2 separate regions of the Lactuca sativa genome follow, and region 2 is linked to region 1. The links are chromatin contacts, called in public Hi-C maps. All regions are on one chromosome and are shown on one strand. Each heading gives the region's core, a stretch centred on a gene start, on an enhancer-like site or on the middle of the called end of the contact. The rest is flanking DNA. Distances are from core to core; before and after follow the strand shown. Region 1 holds the start of LOC111906611 (probable WRKY transcription factor 14). Region 2 holds the start of LOC111906610 (coatomer subunit epsilon-1).

Region 1 (6,715 bases), core at 1,780-4,279:
AAAAATAACTGATAAGTTAGCTGAAATATATAAAATGATATAAAATACATTTAATATATTGAATTTTCTATAACTAATTAAAGGTATATTAGAATATATATATATATATATATATATATATATATATATATATATATATATATATATATATATATAAAAAACACTTGAAAAGCTAGTCTAAAGGTGCTTTGAAGTGCTTTTCAATCAGCTAATTGATTTTTTGGAAAAACCAAAAATTCTTGGTTTTTTTGGAAAACTCATTTTTTTTGTTTGTTTTTTTGTTTAAAAAGTTAATGTTTGTAAACATTTTTTTAATTTATTGACTTTTTGAAAAGCAAATAAGTTCATAAAAATTAGTTTTTAAAAAATATTTGGATTAGCTTTATAGTGGAAAAAATCAATAAATTAATAAGTTAAAAAATGTTTTGTTAGCTTATGCATGTAAAATGATCATTTTTCAAAATTAATAAGTCAATGTCATAAAAAGTTTGCAAATATAAATTCTGACTAATTAAAAACTCGTTTTCAAAGGCTTAAGTAGAAATTGTTTTAAATGGACTTTTTCATTTATCAAACACTTTTTAAAACTTATTTGACTTTTTAAAAATTCGATAAGTTAATAAAGAGTTTTTAAATGAAATTTAAACATGTAGAAATTGTTTTAGAAATTGTTTTAAAAGGACTTTTTCATTTATCATACACTTTTTAAAACTTATTTGACTTTTTAAAAATTCAATAAGTTAATAAGGAGTTTTTAAATCAAAATTTAATCATGCTCTAGTTCATTTTGAAAAACACTCACAAACACCCTCTAAATAACCTTTTTTTAAAAGCTAGCTTATACTAGTATTTTTTTTTGTTTGACAGACATTACAATTTTAAAAAACTTAAAAGATAAGTTTATTTATCAGTTACTGATTGTTCAAAATACTCAATAAATAATATATGTAAACCATAACCTTTTGAGTTTTTATTTAAAACGAACTTATCATTAGAAAAGTGAAAAATAGAAAGATTTGTGGAAAAATTAAAAATAATAATTTCGAAATAACGCAAACAAATATTTAATCAGAATTATGTGTTCCAGGTAAAATAAAATGTTCATAATTATGACTATATTTTATTTTTTATTTTTATAAGATATATAAAAATAGATCAATCACAAACTTGGAAAATGTTACTGATATATATATATATATATATATATATATATATATATATATATATATATATATATATATATATATATATATATATATATATATATATATATATATATATATATATATATATATATATATATATATATATATATATATATATATATATATATATATATATATATATATATATATATATATATATATATATATATATGAATAGATCAATGATATTATATATTTAAAATCTTAACTTTCAATAATGTCTAGATAATAAATTTTAAATCTGTCCTTGAAAAAACTATAATCAAAATATTAAAATAGCTATTAAATAATACTATCAAACAAATACTGTTGATAATGTTGTGAAAAGTAAAGTATACCATATATAAATCATTTTTGAGTTTTTGATTTAGATGACATAGACAATAAGTAACAACATCACGGTTTTGTAATATACTGTATTTCTCTATTTTTGTAAATGAAATGAAACATAGGAAAAGTACGTTTTTGAAATATCCATAAAAAAGATAATCAAAATAAATTAATCTTGAAATTTTATGAATTACAAATACAATTTTTGCACAGAAAACTATACATTTGAAATAAAATACTAAGCATAAAGAATCTTCTGAATTAGTACAAAATATTGAATTTTTAGTATAGATTTTTAAATTTTTATTTCTAATTTTAGCTTGTAAATTAACAAGTCTTTAATAAATCGTATTATTATCATGTGTGTTTTTAAGGATCGCTTAGACTTCCAACGAAGCAATTTATATCGAATTCATTGTTATTATACACTATGCAAGACTTTTTACCATCATTATTATTATATTAAATACGTAAATGTATCTAATGGATTAAAAATTATCATAGAAGTTGTAAAAGTGAGTTAAAAATTATATGTGTATCAGTTATGAAGCAATATACATGCGATCTTCCTATATATTATTTCATTGAAGCAGTTTCCAATAAGAAAGAATTTAATATGTGCAGGGTATCAAGTTGTTTACCTTCTCTTGATGCCCGGATTTCGCGGGGATGAGATCTGTAAGGTGGTGGAGGAAGTTTCCAGCAAACAGCGTTTTGATGAAGCAGCAGCAGCAGCAGAAGAAGAATTAGAAGATGTGATGATATCATTATTTGAAGAAAAAGTTGACTTTGCAGCATTTGGTGAAATCTGAAGCATCTTTGAAAATATATTATGATTATGGTTATGGTTATGGTTATCCTTGATCTTGTGATCATCAAACCCTAAATGTGTTCTTGTTGCTGGAGTAGGTTGTTCAATTTCATCTAAACTGTTTCCAAAGAAGCATGGAATTGAAGTTCCTTCATGAACGAGTGGATCTGCAAGAAGGCTGGTGAAGGGTTGACCAAAACCAGCTTGATCATGGATTCTTGTTGACTTTTGGATCATCTGTGGTTCTTGATCAGATTGATCAAAGTATTGCCAATCTGAAACCCCCGGAGGATCGCCGGAGTTGACACTGCCTGGCCGGAAAATATCTGCTAAATCACCAAGATAGTTGTTCTCCATTATCAACCAATGGGAAGAAGATCAAGAATTAACCTCAAGAAAATTTGGCTGTGACCAACCAGATTTCTGTGGTTTTTGCACCAAACAGACGTGAAGGTTTGAAGAATGAAGATGCAGCTGATGTAGCTCTTTCTTTTTTGTTTACATGTGGAGATGATGAGTTCTTGAAGGGTGTTGAAAGAGACAGTTTTTAGGGTTTGGAAGAAAGAGATGAAAGTAGAAAGAGAAAGAGTCGCTGACTTTTCACACATATGACAGTTCTATTCCATACGCAAAGAGAAGGAAAAAAGGGTTTGTATATTAGATTCATGATTAGTTAATGGGGATTTTTAGATGGCCATAATCTGACTGAGATATGTGGATTATTTTATATAGTTTTGCAATATACATTTGCGATTATGATATATATATTTATTATTTCTTGACAAAACTTCAAAAATGGTCCTTGTGGTTTTCGAAAATATCAAGTTTAGTCCCTAAGTTCAAAAAACTTCATAGATCGCCCCTTTGGTTTCAAAACTTTTAACATTTAGTCATTCCGGCTCACTCCGTTACCATTTAACCGTTAAGTTCGGGGTATTTTTGTCATTTCATTACCCAGGGACCATTTATGAGGTTTTCTATTATTTTTTTTAAAATAAATAAATAAATTTAATATGTAAGGGTCCCACCTCTCTCTCTCTCTCTCTCTCTCTCTCTCTCTCTCTCTCTCTCTCTCTCTCTCTCTCTCTCTCTCTCTCTCTCTCTCTCTCTCTCTCTCCTGTTTTCTTCTTCGTCTAGCACCACACAAACACTCCAATACTTGCTATTGTTGTCCCCATTTCTTCTTCATTAGACTGCCATGACTCACCCACCGGAGGTGGGTGGTCCTCCTTTTGCCAGAAAATGCGAAGATGAGAAGGAGGAGGTTGTTGCCTCCATCCCAACCTCCAACAGATCCCTTCCCGTCGAAGCTCAACCCCCAAACACCCCACTACTCACTAATGTAACCTACCGGTGACCAAAACAATTCCGTCGGGGACTTCTCTAGTCGAAGGTGACTACCGGTGAGCCAAAGCACTACCTCCGCAATCTCAACCTCTCTTTCCTCCTCCTGTTCTGATAATTAATCACTACCTCTGTTGTTGTTATGACCACTAAACACCACCGAACACTACCTTCCAGTCGTGACCCACCATCACCGCCACTGTTGTGAAGTTCGATTACCACCAAGTTCTCCCCTCCTCCACTTGAACAAGTCTTGATTTGAGCAAGAACAAGAACAATTCCTTCATAACCAACTTTTTCATATGGGTGTTTGTTTTTTTTTCAACAATCTTTGTGGGTTTTTAAGAATAAACGCCTGTGACTTCGTTTCTTAAGAATAAACAGTATTGATCGGAAAATAATACCTCGAATTCCGGTAATAGATCCTTCACGGCTTCGTATACGTCGAGAATTTTGAACAGTCTCTCTAGTGCTCTGCTCCCCATGGCGATTCCATTAGCGAAATTAAGCAGCTCCATGGTGGAAACCCTACATACATCCATGAAGGAGAGATCGGCGGCGTCTTCTATAGAGAGAGAGAAAGAGAGAGAGGTGGGACCCTTACATATTAAATTTATTTATTTATTTTTAAAAAAGTAATAGAAAACCTCATAAATGGTCCCTGGGTAATGAAATGACAAAAATGCCCCTGACTTAACGGTTAAATGGTAACGGAGTGAGCCGGAAGAACCAAATGTTAAAAGTTTTGAAACCACAGGGACAATCTATGAGGTTTTTTGAACTTAGGGACTAAACTTGATATTTTCGAAAACCACAGGGACCATTTTTGAAGTTTTGTCTTATTTCTTTATTAGTCTTTTCGTCTTGTTAAGAGTTTATTTTACGGTTTAAAAAAAAAGTAAAAAAGACGGGAAATTCCAAAAATAAAAAAGTCAAAAATATATTGACAACATTCATTTTGTTTGGTACGTAAAAAAATGAAAGCTAACTTGGTTACGTTTTATATATTTATAATATCGAATTTTGTTTACTTCAAAACTATCATAATGTGGTTACCCGAAGTTATAATATTTTTAATTAATTCTCTAGACTTTCAATTTTTATACTATTTAGCATTTGAATAGGTTTCAACTGATTTCTTGGTTGCCACTTCACACATGGGTAGATTTGGTACTAATGTGACATCTAGAAGCAAAATAACATCATTCGTCTTCTCTCATGACGTTTTCTTTCGTCTGTTTCTCTTGTCTCGTCTTTTGTCCTTCAAGAACGCTTCGTCGTCTCCCTTTTTCTCGTCTCCTCTCCTCTCGTTATAGAAGGCTTCATGTGACATCCTCTTTTAAGCGAAGGTAAAGCATTGATCACCATGTATTTGATTTTTCCTTCTACCCATTAGAAATCAGAAGGCAAACTCAAGAACCAATTGCTAGGTATCTTTCCTATCGATTTTGTTCTTGTAAAGTTGATATAGTCAATCGATATTTGAAGCACAACAAGAATGAGAAAATACTTATTATATTACATACGATTCAAAAGAAAATACTACACATCCATTTTTCAAAAAGATCAAAAACAAAACAACTAACAAGCTTAACATATCCATGTTATTGCCAAAAATATACTAAACAAAACACAAACTTCACTTCCTTCATAAAGCCATGGGGTTGTCAATCATGTTAATTTATAGTCTTTATAGGGCCTTTTACACACACACACACACACACACACACACATATATATATATATATATATATATATATCCTTGCAATACAATACCCTAATGGAGAGGGCTTTTACCACATTTAACATGGTATCAAGCTAGGGTTTCTAAACCCCTTCATTCTCACGTATGGCGCCTCTCTAAGTCCAAAAAAAAATTTATGCCATGATATGTTCTCTTCTTGTTCACTCTCTTAGTCGGCTTCTTCATTGTGGACTGCCCTCCTTTTTTATCGTCCCGGTGCTTCACATCTGCCTCAATTTATGTAAGACTGAAACCTTTGCACAACTCCTGCCCCACGCTTCCATTTGTTGCATGCCTTACATACTATCGTGACAGCCTATTATGTCCACCATACCAGCTTCTTCATCGACCACCATTACATCCAAACTGAATTTGGTTTGTTCACTTACCAATGTTTATAACCAGTTCAATTTTAAACTGAATGTTGATGGTTCACAATACAAGTTATAGAGGAAAATCTTTTCTAACATGTGCCATGGAAAAATGAGTTATGGTTACTTATCGGGCAAGTCAAAACCCACTAGTAATGATGATGAGGAAAGGTTCTCAATTGATGCACACATAAAGTCCTGGTTTTACAGTACATGTGATCCTAGTCTTCTCCAAATTATTTGTAGTGATGATTGTTCTGCTAAAGATCTTTGGGATAAACTTCACGAATTTTTTCGCAACAATAAGATGTTCGAAATGTTACAGCTTCAAGATCAGTTTCGTAATACAAAGAAAGGCTCCAACTTCATCACTGAATTCTGCCACACTCTCAAGAACCTTGCAGATGATCTTAAGGATGTTGACTCGCCCATCACCGATATTGAACTTGTGATGCAAAACCTTTGCCAATTCCCTCCCTCGTACCACAACATCGTTGATGTCATCACAAACACCAAGTCGTTCCCATCGTTTTTTGAAGCCAAAAACATGTTGCTCATACATGAGTCTCGTGAAGCTTCATCTAATTCACTTCTTGACTCCAATGTGACTCAAAACTCGGCACTTTTCTCATCCTCCAACAATTCTGGAAGATCCAAAAAACGTTGGTCAAAAAATCGGAACACACAACGGAACTCCACTAAACCTAGATCTCATGTTGGACAAACTGATTTGCAATGGAATTTTGTTGGATTTTTGGGACATGCTCCAATTCCTGCTTATGGTCCCGGACCAACAGCCTCCATGCAATAGTTTCAGAAGCTGCACCCTTTGCAGCCTCTGTTTCCTGCACATCAAAAAAATTTCTCGCAGCAACCCTTTCTGTCTCAACACCCACAACATGGCCCAACT
Region 2 (6,736 bases), core at 4,045-6,544, 140 kb before region 1:
TTTAAACATTATCATAATTACGTACACACCCTCTTGCCTCCTGGTGCCATTGTTTAAAAGATTCTCTCAATTCAAGAAAGCAATGAGTAGGTTTAACCCAAAAAGGACCCCACGTTTCGAGTTTTTCAACAAGACTAAAAGAAGGGTCTTTGGGCAGAGAGATATTTGATTGTGTGTATTAACAGTAAGCGACCACCATGTGCGCACTCTCTTTGACCCCTTAATTAAAGCTGGTATTTTAGGTTTAAATTTTGGAATCTTGTGGTGGGTTTTATGTCAGAGCAGCAATAATGGCTTCAAGTGGGTAGTTGTTCTTGTATTTGTGGAGGGGTTGACCTAAATTTATTGTCTTGATTTGGGTTTTCATATAGTTTTCTCAAGTGGGTTAGAGTTTTCATTTCGCTTCGTTTTCGTTTCGTAATGTGGTTTCTTCCGATTGATTGATGCTAGATTTGGGGTCAGGGTTTGTGAATTTGAGTTCTGTTAAGTTGTGCGATCTTTTAGGGTTTTTGGAGTTTGATTTGTGTTCCGTTGACTTGTCAACGTGCATTGGTGAAACAGTGGGGTTTATTGTTGTCGGTGATTAAAGGTTTGCAGTGTGTAGAGGGTTTGATTTTGTATCTTCAACAGCAAAAATGGCTTGTATGAAGTTGGGATCTAAAGCAGATGCATTCCAGAGACAAGGCCAAGCTTGGTATATTCTTTATTCTTAGTAAAATTTTCTTATTCTTTCTGATCTATTGTGTGTATATATATATATATATATATATATATATATATATATATATATATATATATATATATATATATATATATATATATATGTATGTATCTGTATTACTATATACAATATGCATGTGTATCACGAGGTGCAACCGAGTACTTGTGCTGTTCTGTGTGTTATTGTGATACATTACTCTGATATGTGACTTGATCTCTGGACATATATCATATTTGTTAGAAAATGGTACTTAGATGGTGTTTCTTTTTTGAGTTAATCTGGTCAGCTATTTCTTTCAATTCTTATGAATTTTGAGGTTCATGGTTTGCAAACTCAGAACTGTAGATAACCGATCTTCATTGCCATCTTTGAACTTTAAAGCCAAATTTTGTATTGTGAAGTTTAAAATTGTGTTTATAGAAATTTAAAGAACCCGGATATGAATATTATTGTAGGTTTTGCACAACTGGTCTCCCAAGTGATATTGTGGTTGAAGTAGAGGATATGTCCTTCCATCTCCATAAGGTAAACTTTACTACTCCATTTGGTCTATTTGTGATTTTGGTGTGATATTTTGACTTTGATCATCAACCGAACAACTTGTAGTCTTAAAATCGATCTACACGTAATTGACCTTCAGAGTCAAAGGATCCTGACTATCAAAAATCCAAATCAAGTTGTTCATAAGTGCATACTAATCTCATTTTTTTATGTATATCGAATAAAGCTATGATCTTTTTGATGTATATCGAATAAGGCTTTGATCTTTTTGATGTATATCGAATAAAGCTTTGATCTTTTTGATGTATGTCGAATAAAGCTTTGATCTTTTTGATGTATGTTGAATAAAGCTTTGATCTTTTTGATGTATGTCGAATAAAGCTTTGATCTTTTTGATATTGAATAAGGCTTTGATCTTTTTGATGCATATGGAATAAAGCTTTGATCTTTTTGATGTATATCGAATAAGGCTTTGATCTTTTTGATGTATATCGAATAAGGCTTTGATCTTTTTGATGTATATCGAATAAGGCTTTTATCTTTTTGATGTATATCGAATAAGGCTTTGATCTTTTTTATGTATATCGAATAAGGCTTTGATCTTTTTGATGTATATCGAATAAGGCTTTGATCTTTTTGATGTATATCGAATAAGGCTTTGATCTTTTTGATGTATATCGAATAAAGCTTTGATCTTTTTGATGTATATCGAATAAAGCTTTGATCTTTTTGATGTATATCGAATAAAGCTTTGATCTTTTTGATGTATATTAAATAAAGCTTTGATCTTTTTGATGTATATCGAATAAGGCTTTGATCATTTTCATGTATATCGAATAAATCTTCAAACTTTGTGATTTTTTCATTTTTTTACAGTTCCCTTTGCTCTCAAGAAGTGGGGTTATGGAAAGATTAATAGCAGAAGCTTCCGAACAAGAAGACAAAATATGCACCATAACCCTCCCCAACATCCCCGGTGGGGCCAAAACATTCGAACTCGTTGCCAAATTTTGTTACGGTGTAAAACACGAAATCACCGCCTCAAATGTCGTCCACCTCCGGTGTGCCGCCGAACACCTCGAAATGACCGAAGAATACGGCGAAGACAATCTAATTTCACAAACCGAAACATTCTTCAATCAAACCGTTTTAAAAAATTGGAAAGATTCCCTAAAATCCCTCCAATCCATTCCCGATCTCCCACACGCCGAAGAACTCAACATCACAAAACGGTGCATTGACTCGTTGGCGGTCAAAGCAAGCACTGACCCAAATCTATTCGGTTGGCCTGTGGTGGACCACCGTGGGCCCATGCAGAGCCCCGGTGGTAGCGTGTTATGGAACGGGATTAGCACTGGGGCCCGCCCGAAAAACGTGAGCTCCGATTGGTGGTACGACGATGCTTCATCTTTAAGTTTACCACTTTACAAACGGTTAATTTCGGCTATGGAAGTCCGTGGAATTAAACAAGAAATCATCGCGGGGTCTCTTGAATATTACGCGAAAAAGTACTTACCCGGGTTGACTCGCCGGAAAAGTGCTCCGGCGGGCCACCAGGCGGAGCCACCACCAGAGGAAGATCAAAAGATTTTACTCGAAGAAATCGACCGTTTACTTCCAGTCCAAAAAGGGCTTGTGTCAACTACCTTTTTATTCGGGCTTTTACGGACCGGGTTGATTTTACGGGCCAGCCCGAACTGTGTATCGAATTTGGAAAAAAGAATCGGGCTGCAACTTGATCAGGCGACACTTGAGGATTTATTGATGCCAAATTTTTCTTATTCGATGGAGACTTTGTATAATATTGATTGTGTGCAACGGATGCTTGAGCATTTCATGGCTATGGATCAAGCAACGGGTGGTGCATCTCCTTGTTCAATTGAAGATGATGAACAGTTGTTGGGTTCACCTTCTTTGACCCCGGTTACAATGGTGGCTAAGCTTATTGATGGCTATTTGGCTGAAGTTGCACCCGATGTTAATTTGAAGCTCCCAAAATTTCAGTCTCTTGCAGGTGCGGTTCCCGAGTATGCTAGACCGTTGGATGATGGATTGTATCGCGCAATTGATATTTATTTGAAGGTAATAAAAAGTTAGTGTTTGGGTAATGTGTTGTCTGGATAAATGATGTTTAAAAATTTTTCAAGAAAATTACAGCACGCGTAGGGAAATGGAGATATAAATGAGGGCAAATTTGTAAAAAGTTTGGACTTACTAAGGAAAACCCATCTCCCTTGCTTTCTCTGTTAAGTCGTTCTTTCCATTTTAAGTAAAATTGAAACACCTTTTATATAGTTTTATAGCTTATCGGATTAAGTCAAGGACTTAATCCAGTACTCTATATATGGGTGTTTTTTTTTTTACTTAATACAGAAAGAACGATTTAACAGAGAAAGCAAGGGAGATGGGTTTTCCCTGGTAAGTCCAAACTTTTTACAAATTTACCCTCATTTATTTCTCCGTAAATATGTTTTCTGAATGGTATTTGGGAAGGGTATAATGGTCCAATCTTATTCATTTCATTTTTTCCGAATGCAGTCTCACCCATGGTTAGCAGATTCGGATAGAGAACAACTCTGTAGACTCATGGATTGCCAAAAACTATCATTAGAAGCTTGCACACATGCTGCACAGAATGAAAGACTGCCATTAAGAATCATAGTCCAAGTTCTTTTCTTCGAGCAGTTGCAGCTCCGGACATCAATCGCCGGATGTTTCTTGGTGTCTGACAATCTGGCGGACGGGTCACGGCAGTTGAGAAGCGGGGTGGTTTCCGCCCAGGAGGGCGGCGGTGGTGGCTGGAACACGGCGGTGAGGGAGAATCAAGTTCTGAAAGTTGGTATGGATAGTATGAGGATGAGGGTGTCTGAGCTTGAAAAAGAGTGTTCGAATATGAAGCAGGAGATTGAGAAACTGGGCAGAGGTAAGGGCGGCAGCGGTGGCGGTGGTGGTGGTGGTGGCGGCAGTGCGTGGGGTAACATGTCAAAGAAGTTTGGGTTTAAACTTAAGTCTCAGATGTGTAGTGCACAAGAGGGGAGTGTTAGCAAGCAGAATAATGGAAGTGGGAAGATTGAAAAGGGTAGAGAGAAGCAACATAAGCATAAGAAAGATTTGTCTTGGGCAGGGTAAAATTGGAAAAAAAATGTTGAAATTGGAGAAAAAAGATATTTGTTTGGCAATTTTACTATCGAGTAGAATGATGATGTGGCATTGGTGTCTGAAATGTTGGTTTTTGGTTGGAAGGTAAGAAGGGTGGGTAAATGGTGATCATAATATCTGATATAATGATCAAATAAGTAAATTTAACAATACAATTAGTATAATTGCTAAGCAAATATCTTTTTTTTTTTTTTTTTTTTTTTTTTTTTTTTTACTTGTGAGCTCTTTGTATGTTTTATTAGCTCTCTTGTTGATTATGTTTAGTTTGAGTTATAAATGTTATGTGGTCATAGTAACTTACTTGTAAGAAGACTTGTGTGTAGAGTAAAAGTTATTTGTTTGGGATCTTTATTATCAAGGAAAATGGAAATATGTATTTGGTCATTTTGTTGTTGATATATTTTTTTCTGTAATATTTTGATGGGCTTGTTTTAACTTGAAGAAAATAACCTCTTTACTTATAAAAAGTAGTAAAAAAGTTATTCTCATTTCATTTTCAGTATATATTTATATTTCTCTTTCTAAAATGGTTACAAAAATCATTTCCATATTTAGTACATATTTATATTAAAATTTTTCTATTAATAAAATTGGAAAAAAAATAATTTCCAATTTATTCTCGTATATATTTATATTTCTTTATACATTAGATAATGAAATCAATTTTCTTTTTCCAACTTAATTTTTTTTTGAAGAAAAAGTAATTAATTATATTTTGTATTTTGTGAGCATGAAATTATTGGACATATTTTGGATATAATAAGTTTGGAAGACAAGTAAATCATTTTACAATTTACACATCTCTTTGAACCGTTTTTGTTAGTGTTTATATAAATAAGGGCCAAAGTTGACAAGTATTGAAAGCTGAAGGTCCTCAAGAACACTGATAAACTATTTTGCCACATCTCTTTGAACCGTTTCAAGAACTGCCGAACAAACATCTTGCTCGCGTTCTCTCCATCTGTTGATATCTCCGATCTCCGATCTAGATCCGATTAACAATGGCGATGGCACCCGATGTGTTGTTCAATTTGAGAAACAACTTCTACTTGGGAGCATATCAAGCCGCAATCAACAACAGCGATATCCCCAAACTCACGGAAGAGGATTTAATCGAACGAGATTGCCTTGTGTATAGATCCTACATTGCCCTTGGAAGCTACGAAGTATGTGATTTCTTCGTTATCTATCTATTATTTTTCTCATTTGTTTGATTTCATGTGTTGTAATTGAATTGATCTTCGATAGCTTGTGATTAATGAAGTCGATTCATCTGCGGCGACGCCTCTGCAAGCCGTGAAATTACTCGCCTTGTATCTTTCCAGCCCCGATAACAAGGTAAAATTTGTTGATCTCGTAGTCATGTCGATAGCTATTAACTTGTATGCAATATGGACATAATCATTGTCTACAAAAATGAAACACGTTGCTTTTTCTGTTCCATGGAAATTGCAATAATTCCCCTTTTGAGGTTTCAGTAGCATTGCAATTTGCAACCTTTGTTGAAAGTTCCTATTTTGAAGTGAAGGACAGCATCACTTTGAAACAAACGGAGGATTCTTATATCCTGTAGATATTGCAATAAGTTTTGTTTTTGAGATTCCATACAACTTGGGAAATCCTTTGTTGAGAGTTCTAATCTTGAAGTTACTATTTCCCTTACTCATTGCTAAAATCATATGGTTTAAGTCTATAGATGATTCCTTGGTTTTGTATTTACTGCATGATATATTATATACTCAACAAATTTGACAAATAATTCAAAGTTTTGTGCACAGCTTAGTCAAAGCTTTCAATTTTATTGGCAAGAAGTAACATGAATTATTGTTGTCATCTTGGTTACTTGAAAGTCTTGTTCTATTCATGAATTGTTCTTCAGTGATTTACATTAGTCAAATAATATTAATAAGTTCTATGTCTGCAATTAGGTCAAGTTTTCTTTCATAAACTGCAACATGCACAATTGAAATTTGAAAGCAAGACGTGTTCTTAACGAATAAAAGCATGTATGCTGTATGCCATTTGTGTACATGTGCCTCTGCTGTCATTTCAGGGATAAAATGGGCCATTTCTCTAACTAGTAATTATTATATGATCTGATAGGAAAGCATCATTTCAAGTATAAAGGAGTGGTTGGCAGATGATGCCATTGGGAACAATCCAATTCTCAGGCTTATTGCAGGCACCATATTCATGCATGAACAAGATTACAATGAGGCTCTCAAACACACAAATGCTGGAGGGACTATGGAACTGTTGAGTTTTACTTTTTCTCTCTCTCTCTCTCTCTCTCTCTCTCTTTATGATGTTATTTGTTATTAATTTTATTTCTTTACTACTCCCCATAAAAGATAC

Evidence for each region. A called contact is a pair of places that touch in the nucleus more often than the background predicts.
Region 2: a contact with region 1 is called in a Hi-C map of leaf, with 4 times the contacts expected there. The contact joins the promoter of LOC111906610 here to the promoter of LOC111906611 in region 1. A contact is called at or near these places in 2 of 4 Hi-C or Micro-C datasets (both in leaf).

What each region holds. Positions count from the first base shown.
Region 1 is chr7:43,790,646-43,797,360 of Lsat_Salinas_v11, reverse strand. It overlaps LOC111906611 (probable WRKY transcription factor 14), which reads right to left and starts at 3,029. Exons shown (of 3, transcript XM_023902377.3): 1 at 2,177-3,029. The coding sequence starts at 2,703. LOC111906586 reads left to right here and starts at 5,918. Exons shown (of 1, transcript XM_023902339.1): 1 at 5,918-6,616. The coding sequence starts at 5,918. The coding sequence ends at 6,616.
Region 2 is chr7:43,930,733-43,937,468 of Lsat_Salinas_v11, reverse strand. LOC111906610 (coatomer subunit epsilon-1) reads left to right here and starts at 5,294. Exons shown (of 7, transcript XM_023902376.3): 1 at 5,294-5,547; 2 at 5,630-5,719; 3 at 6,485-6,636. The coding sequence starts at 5,383. LOC111906608 (BTB/POZ domain-containing protein At1g30440) reads left to right here. Exons shown (of 4, transcript XM_023902375.3): 1 at 1-694; 2 at 1,177-1,246; 3 at 2,099-3,304; 4 at 3,761-4,765. The coding sequence starts at 636. The coding sequence ends at 4,351.